Linked DNA regions of Mus musculus: region 2 is linked to region 1. The links are chromatin contacts, called in public promoter capture Hi-C maps. All regions are on one chromosome and are shown on one strand. The core of a region is the stretch at or near the end of the contact, and the rest is flanking DNA. Distances in the headings are between cores, read along the strand shown.

Region 1 (3,727 bases), core at 1,195-3,694:
TCTCCTCTCTCCAGCTAATTACAGTCAGCATGAGTGGCTCTAGAGTCCCCTACTTCTTTGATATTGTTCTTATTCAGGTTTCCAGCCTTTATTGCTAGGAGGCGACGGGAAGTGGTATGCACATTTTACACCACTGCTCTGCAAGTGTCTCTTACTTAACTTGCTCTGTCCTTGAACCTTTGTCTGCTTTTGTGGGGCTGGCTTCGGTCTCCTGAGTCCTGTTCCTGTCTACACACACACAGCCATCCAGCTCATCAAATACAGAGTTTTGTATAAATTTTAAAGATCTGCTGTGTTGTTTGGTTTTGATTTTAAGAACTAGCACTTGGATTGTATAACATACATCCCAGTTAAAATAAATAGTAAAATAAGCCATTACAAGAAATTTTTGTTTATACTTTGTAATACTTACTGCCTTTGGAAAGTATTTGAGCAAAGTACTATAAGCTCCACATATAATGAGACTATTGAAATATAAGTAAACAAAAATCTTGTGTACAGAGGGATAACTAAAAATACAGCTTGCCTGGACTAATAGTTTAGTTTAGAAATTAAAGCAAAAGGAAAAAATAAATCATAGTTTTTAATGCTAAATTTTAAAGTGGGTCAGGTATTAGTGCCCAGCACTCAGGAGCTTGAGGCAGGAGGGGGGAAGCGTGGACTGCATAGACCCTGTTTGAAAAAACAAAACTCTAAAGACAGCCTAAGGGGAAGGCATTGACTCATCCTGGTACTAAATGTTTGGTAGTGGTGTACACCTTCAGTCCCAGCACTTGCAAAGCAGAGGCAGCTCTCTGTGAGTTTGAGGCCAGCCTGGTCTACATAGTGAGTTTCAGGACAGCCAGAGCGACATAGAGACTCTGTCTCAAAACAACAACCAAACGGATCTCAGGACTGGTTCAGGCTGGCATGTGTCTAGTGGCCTTCAGAAGAGTAAGGAACTTAAAACAGCAACGGTTGGTATCGTAAGAAAAGAGCTGGAGCAGCAAACCCAGACGTCACAGTGTGGGAAACGAAGAGACGAGGAGCCTTGGGGCCTCAACACGGAATGCACAAGCAAGAAGACTTCAGAAGTGAGAACTCTAAATTACCAGGGTTTAAGATCAGAAGGCAAATTCGAGATCTGAAGGCAATGACATGTTAGAAGATGTGGCACAACAGTAACCAGAAAAGAACCCAGCCAGTGCTCGAGAAGTGAAGGAATTTTAAGGGAAGGATAGTTTTTAAAGAAGTTCAGCACAGTGGTCACTAACCCAGCTCTAGTCATGGTAGGGAAGTTTAGCAGGTTTCAGTTTCTTCACATGAGAAAGAGCTATAACAGTATGTACTTGGCATGGCTGTCTATGAATTTGGTTAATAAATGTGCTTACAGAAGAGCCTCCTGATATATAGAAACTGCTTAATATGAGCACAATGCTTTTCTCCTCGTTATTGCCGCTGCTACTGTTTACGTAGATAGTCACTGACATCTGCCGAGATGATGTGAAAAACCTGTATGAGGCTAGAGCCCTCGCTCAAGAGCACATTCCCTAGCTCAGCATATGCAAAGCCCAGGGTCCAGTGCCTAGCAACACAAAGATAACAATAAAATTTGAATGTGAGGGAAAACTGAGCCAAAAGATGCCCAAGTTACCAAAGGAGAAAATGACAGAAGTATGTAACTCAATGTCAAGCTCTGTTGTAAACATGAAAATTTTAAACTGTAAAATAAAATGGAAAAGCTTTATGGGGCTGGGGATTGGGTAGAGCACTTGCCTAACAAGTCCAGTCCTCAGCCCTGCCAACCAAAAAAAGGTTTTGTATCTAAGAAATAGTTTTCGTCTTTTAGTATATGTGCTGCCAACGCACGCATAGATGTTAGTCTTTTAACCTGCACCTCGTATGCAGCCATAAACAATCATAAGACCATTAATATTATACAGCATGAGAAAGAGAAAATCACAGACGCTTCCACAGCACAAGCAGCAGTGCACTAAGTGCATCAGAGGTAAAGGGAATATGCAACTGCAATGCGAAGGGAGTCTAAGAACAAATGGTAGGCCTTACAGTATTTTGGGATGAAGACCTGAGTCTCTCTGTGGGCTGGATTGACCTCTAACCACTATGAGAACAAACCAATCACTGAGCTCTTCACAAAAACAAAACAAAACAGAACAAAACAACCTCTGGGCAGTCCAAGACCCCTTCTACAAGCTTTCTTATCACAGCCACATCTGTTTAATGTCTTCTACCCTGCACCAAAATAAAGGTTCTAGAAGTATACATATTCACTCTCTTATGGAGTTCACACGTTTACCACTATCTGTTCACACAAGGCCTCTTCCAAAGAGAACACTGTGAAACAGGAACAATACACCTTTAACTTCAGGGCACTGTGAATTCTATCACATCAGTTTACAAGACCGAAGGGATATGCTTACTCTTGGGAAAGACTTGTTACAGTGAGTAGCCTGGGAAGGGGTTTACAAACAAGGCAGCAAGGGTTCATTGTTGACCTTTATTTTGTACACAGAACAAGACCAAAACAGAAAAAAAAATAGGCTAGAAAGCTTTGGCCTTGGGAACTGTTGACAGACTTTTCTTGGGCAATAATTTATTCCCTGCACTAATTTAGTAGAAAAAAAGAAAGTGCATTCATATCTGGTTTTGAAATGGAAAAGTCTGACCTATGCCTTAGAAACTGTACTTAATTGGATAAATTCTAGAAAAATATTCAATAGTGAAGACCTATGCAAACTCAAGAAATCTGTATTTAATCGGATAAATTCTAGAAATATATTCAACAGCAAAGACCTATGCAGAGTCAAGAAATCTTTCCTCCATTTCAGATTTATAATCAGGACTAATTTGTTGTTGTTGTTGTTGTTGTTTGAGACAGGGTTTCTCTGTATAGCCCTGGCTATCCTGGAACTCACTCTGTTGACCAGGCTGGCCTCAAATTCAGAAATCTGCCTGCCGCTGCCTCCCAAGTGTTAGGATTAAAGGCGTGTGCCACCACTGCCCAGCAGGACTAATTTTTTTCAAAAGCTTAAATTATATTTAATCTCAGTTCTTTACATGTACTTAAAGCTACTCCTTATTTTGATATGGAATCATAAACAAACATTCTGTATTTTTTTAATATTAATTAATGTACTGCCAACACCACTAACTTTAGTCTTGAGAAACAGCTTAGCAGTTAAGAGCACTGTTTGCTCCTGAGGGGGACCCTGGTTCAGCTCCCAGCACCCACAGAGTGGCTCACAATCACCTGTCACTCCAAGTCCAGAGGATCCAACCCTCATCTCTCCTTGGAGGGCACCACACAAGCACACAGTGCATATACATATACATGCAAGCAAAACACTCATACACATAAAATAAACAAATTAAAAAAAAAAACAAAATTAGTGTCTGTTGAAAGTTCACTGAGATTGCCTAACGGTAAAAATTATAAAAAAAAAAAAAATAGTGTGCTGATTTTTCTTAGAAATAGAAAAACATTGGAATTTGTTTTTGTAGTTATTCTTAAGTAGACAGATAATTAAAATAGGGGGAAAAAAGAACTTACGCATTTAAAAAAGGGAGCATGGATCGTGGGAGTCTAGCTCATTAGTAGACAGCTTGTCTAACATGTCTAAGACCCGAGCTAGCGCTCCAACTCCCTCCCAAAAACAAATATATATAATAAATGAAGTTTAAATTAAAGGGCATAAAGAAGGCAGGAGTCACACCATCTCTCCAGATC
Region 2 (3,257 bases), core at 733-3,232, 710 kb after region 1:
TGTAACCGTGCCTGGCTTTATTATGTAGGTGCTAGCGATGCACAGCAGTCACTGTACCACTGATCCATCTCTCTAACACCCCCTCTTCTTCCTCTGTCACCTCCCGTCCTACCCCTGAGCCTTCTGGTTTGATGTGAACTATTTCTTTTTTTTTTAAAGACTTATTTATTTATTATATGTTAGTACACTGTAGCTGTCTTCAGACACTCCAGAAGAGGGAGTGTCAGATCTTGTTACAGATGGTTGTGAACCACCATGTGGTTGCTGGGATTTGAACTCTGGACCTTTGGAAGAGCAGTCGGGTGCTCTTACCCACTGAGCCATCTCACCAGCCCCGTGAACTATTTCTTAACTCTTCATACAAACAATCCAATTGCGTTAAGCGCCAATTGTCTAGGTATGAGAGCACTGCTTCCTCCAAATCAGCCTGGAAACCTTGTTTGTGTGGGCCTTGCTTGGGATTAGTCCCAGTACCTCTACCTGCCTGGAGTTTCTCCTTTCTGTGCTAGCTGCTACTACACACTCCAAACTGTTTACTCAAAACTCCGTGGAGGAAGTTGGGGTTGTGGGGGAGGGGACAACTGTCCCTTAGGGGAGGGGTTCTCGTGGTCAGATTGCGCCTGGTTTATCTTGCACTGGGTAAGGAAGAAAACACCAGGGTCTCTGTGAAGCACATTGGGGTGTGTTGGGTGGGGGTGGGGGGCTTTGTATTCTAATCATCACACAGCATACTGGGTGAGCAGGTCGGGGTTAACTCAGCCTGCTTTGCAGACATGGAATGTGAAACCCGGGGAGATGAATGACTCACAGAGATGTCTATGGAGTTAGAAATAAAATCATGTTACAGTTTCTATTTTCAGGCACCATGCCCCAAGTCGGCTCTACTTGCTGGCTTCTTGCTTCTCACTGAAGAGGGAGGGAGAGAACAGGTGTGGTATGGCTCTTCAGCCATGGGTAGACATTTTCATCCCCACACAAGAAATCTCCAAATGACTTATTATTCTGTTCCCTGTTGCTGCCATAATGGAGTACCACAGTTAAACAACCGATCTGTTTGTTCCCTTACGCTGCCTCTGGTCTGGCTGGGCTACAGGGGTTGCTTGGTCCTGGGCAGAGAAGCCGTGGTGTTGCTTCAGAAGTGTTCTGCTCTGGTACAGCTCAGTGCCTTGAGATCTGAGAACTCCCCGGTTTCCCTCCTGCCTTTGGCTGAGGACTGTTCTCAGTTTGGAAGTTCCTTGGCCTGGGGCTCCTTGTCTTCAGGGCTTGGATGGCAGTTGGGAACTGAGACTTTCTCTTGCTCTTATCTGGGTACAGTTTCTGACTCAGCCAGGGAAAGAGTGTGTGCTTTAAGAGTATAGACTGGAGAGGGACACTTGTGTAATCCCAAATTATACTTCTCATTTTAGACTCCAGCTTTTTTTTTTCTTTGATCTGGAACTCTCTGAGTAGACTAGGCTGGTCTTAAATTCATAGAGATCCACCTGCCTCAGCCTCCTCAAGTAATGGGAGTTAAAGCTATGCACCATCATGCCTGGCCCAAAATACATGTTTAACCAGTTAATTAATTAATTTTATGCATACTGGTATTTTGCCTGTATGGTGTCTATGTACCGCATGAACACCTGGTGGCCCTTAGAGGCCCGAAGAAGGTATTAGATTCCCTGGGACTGGAGTTAACAGCCCATGTGAAAGCCAATCCGATGTTGGTGCTGGAAATCAATCTCCAGTCCACTTCAGGAGTGAACACCAAGTTCCTTTGACCACTGAACCATCTTTCCAGTCCCCAGTAGATAACGTTTAATTGCACGGGTGTACCTTGAGAATGTTGACTATTTTTGCTTTTCTGGCTCTTGAAAATGATGCAATTATGTGTACAAGTTTTAATGTGGACACAAGCTTTTGTTTTTCATGGGTGTACGCTCATAGCAGAACAGCAGGGTCACAGGGCAGCTCTGTGTTTGACCTTTGACCTACTCCACTGTTTTCCAAAATGGTGTACACTTCTCCCTGAACCCTGCACTGTGCCAACCCTGTGATTGTGGGACTTTCGGTTGTAGCCGTTCCAGAGGCTGCCAAGGCAGAGCTGCCTGTCATTCTGCTTGGCATTTTCCTGCTTGGCAGACCAGTGCTGATGACCATTCCTGTGCATATTTATTCTCTCTCTCTTCCGGAGAAATGTCTAGTTAAGTTCTTCACTCGTTTTCCCACTAGGTCTTGTGTGTAGCTGTGTGTATGTGTTTCGTGGGGCGGGGTGTATGTGAGGTGAAGCCAGAGTCTTTGCATCCCCAGAGCTAGAGTTCTAGAGTTCTAGGTTGTTGTGAGTCAGCTGGTGTAGATGCCAGGAGAGGAACTCGGGTCCTCTGGAAGCGCAGTCCTGAACAGCTGAGCCATCTCTCTAGCCTGAGTTCCCCATGTATTCTAAATACAAATACAAATTCCTTCCCACGTTAAGTTGCTTGCTCTTTTTGTTCATTTGTTTTGACATGGGACGTCTTGGTTCACTTTCCACTGCTACGCTAAAGACCCAAAGCAGCTTTGGGAGGAAAAAGTTTATTTCAGCTTACATTTTACATGCCATGACTCAGGGAAGTTCTGGAAGCAGGAACTGAATCCGAAACCAGGAAGGAAAAAGTCTCACTGGCCCGCTCCCCATGGCTTGTTCAGCTGCTTTTTTATACATCCCAGGACCTGCCCAGAGATGGTACCAACTGCAATGAGCTGGACCCTCCCATAAGGATCATTAATCAAGAAAATGACCCACAAACTTGCCTGCAGGCCAGCCTGATAGAAGCATTTTTTTACAATTGAGGTTCCCTCTTTCCAAATGACTCTAGCTTGTAGCAAGTTGACAAAAGAACACCATCAACAACATCAAAAACAATAATAACATCAACAACATCAACAACAACAACAACAATAATAACATAAACATCAACAACAATAATAACATCAACAGCAAAAACAGCAACAACAATAGTAACAATAGCAGCGAAAACAACAACAACAACAACAACAAAAACTACTACTACTACTACTACTACTACTACTACTACTACTACTACCACCAGCACACAGGGCCTCAAGTAGGCCAGGCTGGCCCCAATTTCACTATGTAGCTGAGGATGACCTTGAATGTCTCCTCCTCCTGCCTCCTGGGATACTAGGATATAGGTGTGCACCATCAGGCCTGGTTCATGCAAACTGGAGGAAGATTGACGTCAGAGCCTGTGTGTGCTAGACTAGCACTATTCCACCTG

The links. Promoter capture Hi-C pulls out the DNA fragments that hold promoters and counts their contacts.
Region 2: a contact with region 1 is called in a promoter capture Hi-C map of liver, with 9 times the contacts expected there. The contact joins two enhancer-like sites. A contact is called at or near these places in 2 of 39 promoter capture datasets (liver and pre-B cells).

What each region holds. Positions count from the first base shown.
Region 1 is chr4:149,302,162-149,305,888 of GRCm38.p6, forward strand. All of the region lies in intron 1 of Kif1b (kinesin family member 1B), which reads right to left. Among named protein-coding and RNA genes, the nearest start is that of Kif1b, 3.7 kb to the right of the region's middle. Within about 2 kb of position 2,445, at least 15 of the 459 cell types and tissues checked have an H3K27ac peak or open chromatin away from gene starts, as enhancers often do. A contact at or near this core is called in liver, where this site is marked.
Region 2 is chr4:150,011,384-150,014,640 of GRCm38.p6, forward strand. No RefSeq gene overlaps it. Among named protein-coding and RNA genes, the nearest start is that of H6pd, 9.8 kb to the left of the region's middle. Within about 2 kb of position 1,983, at least 54 of the 459 cell types and tissues checked have an H3K27ac peak or open chromatin away from gene starts, as enhancers often do. A contact at or near this core is called in liver, where this site is marked.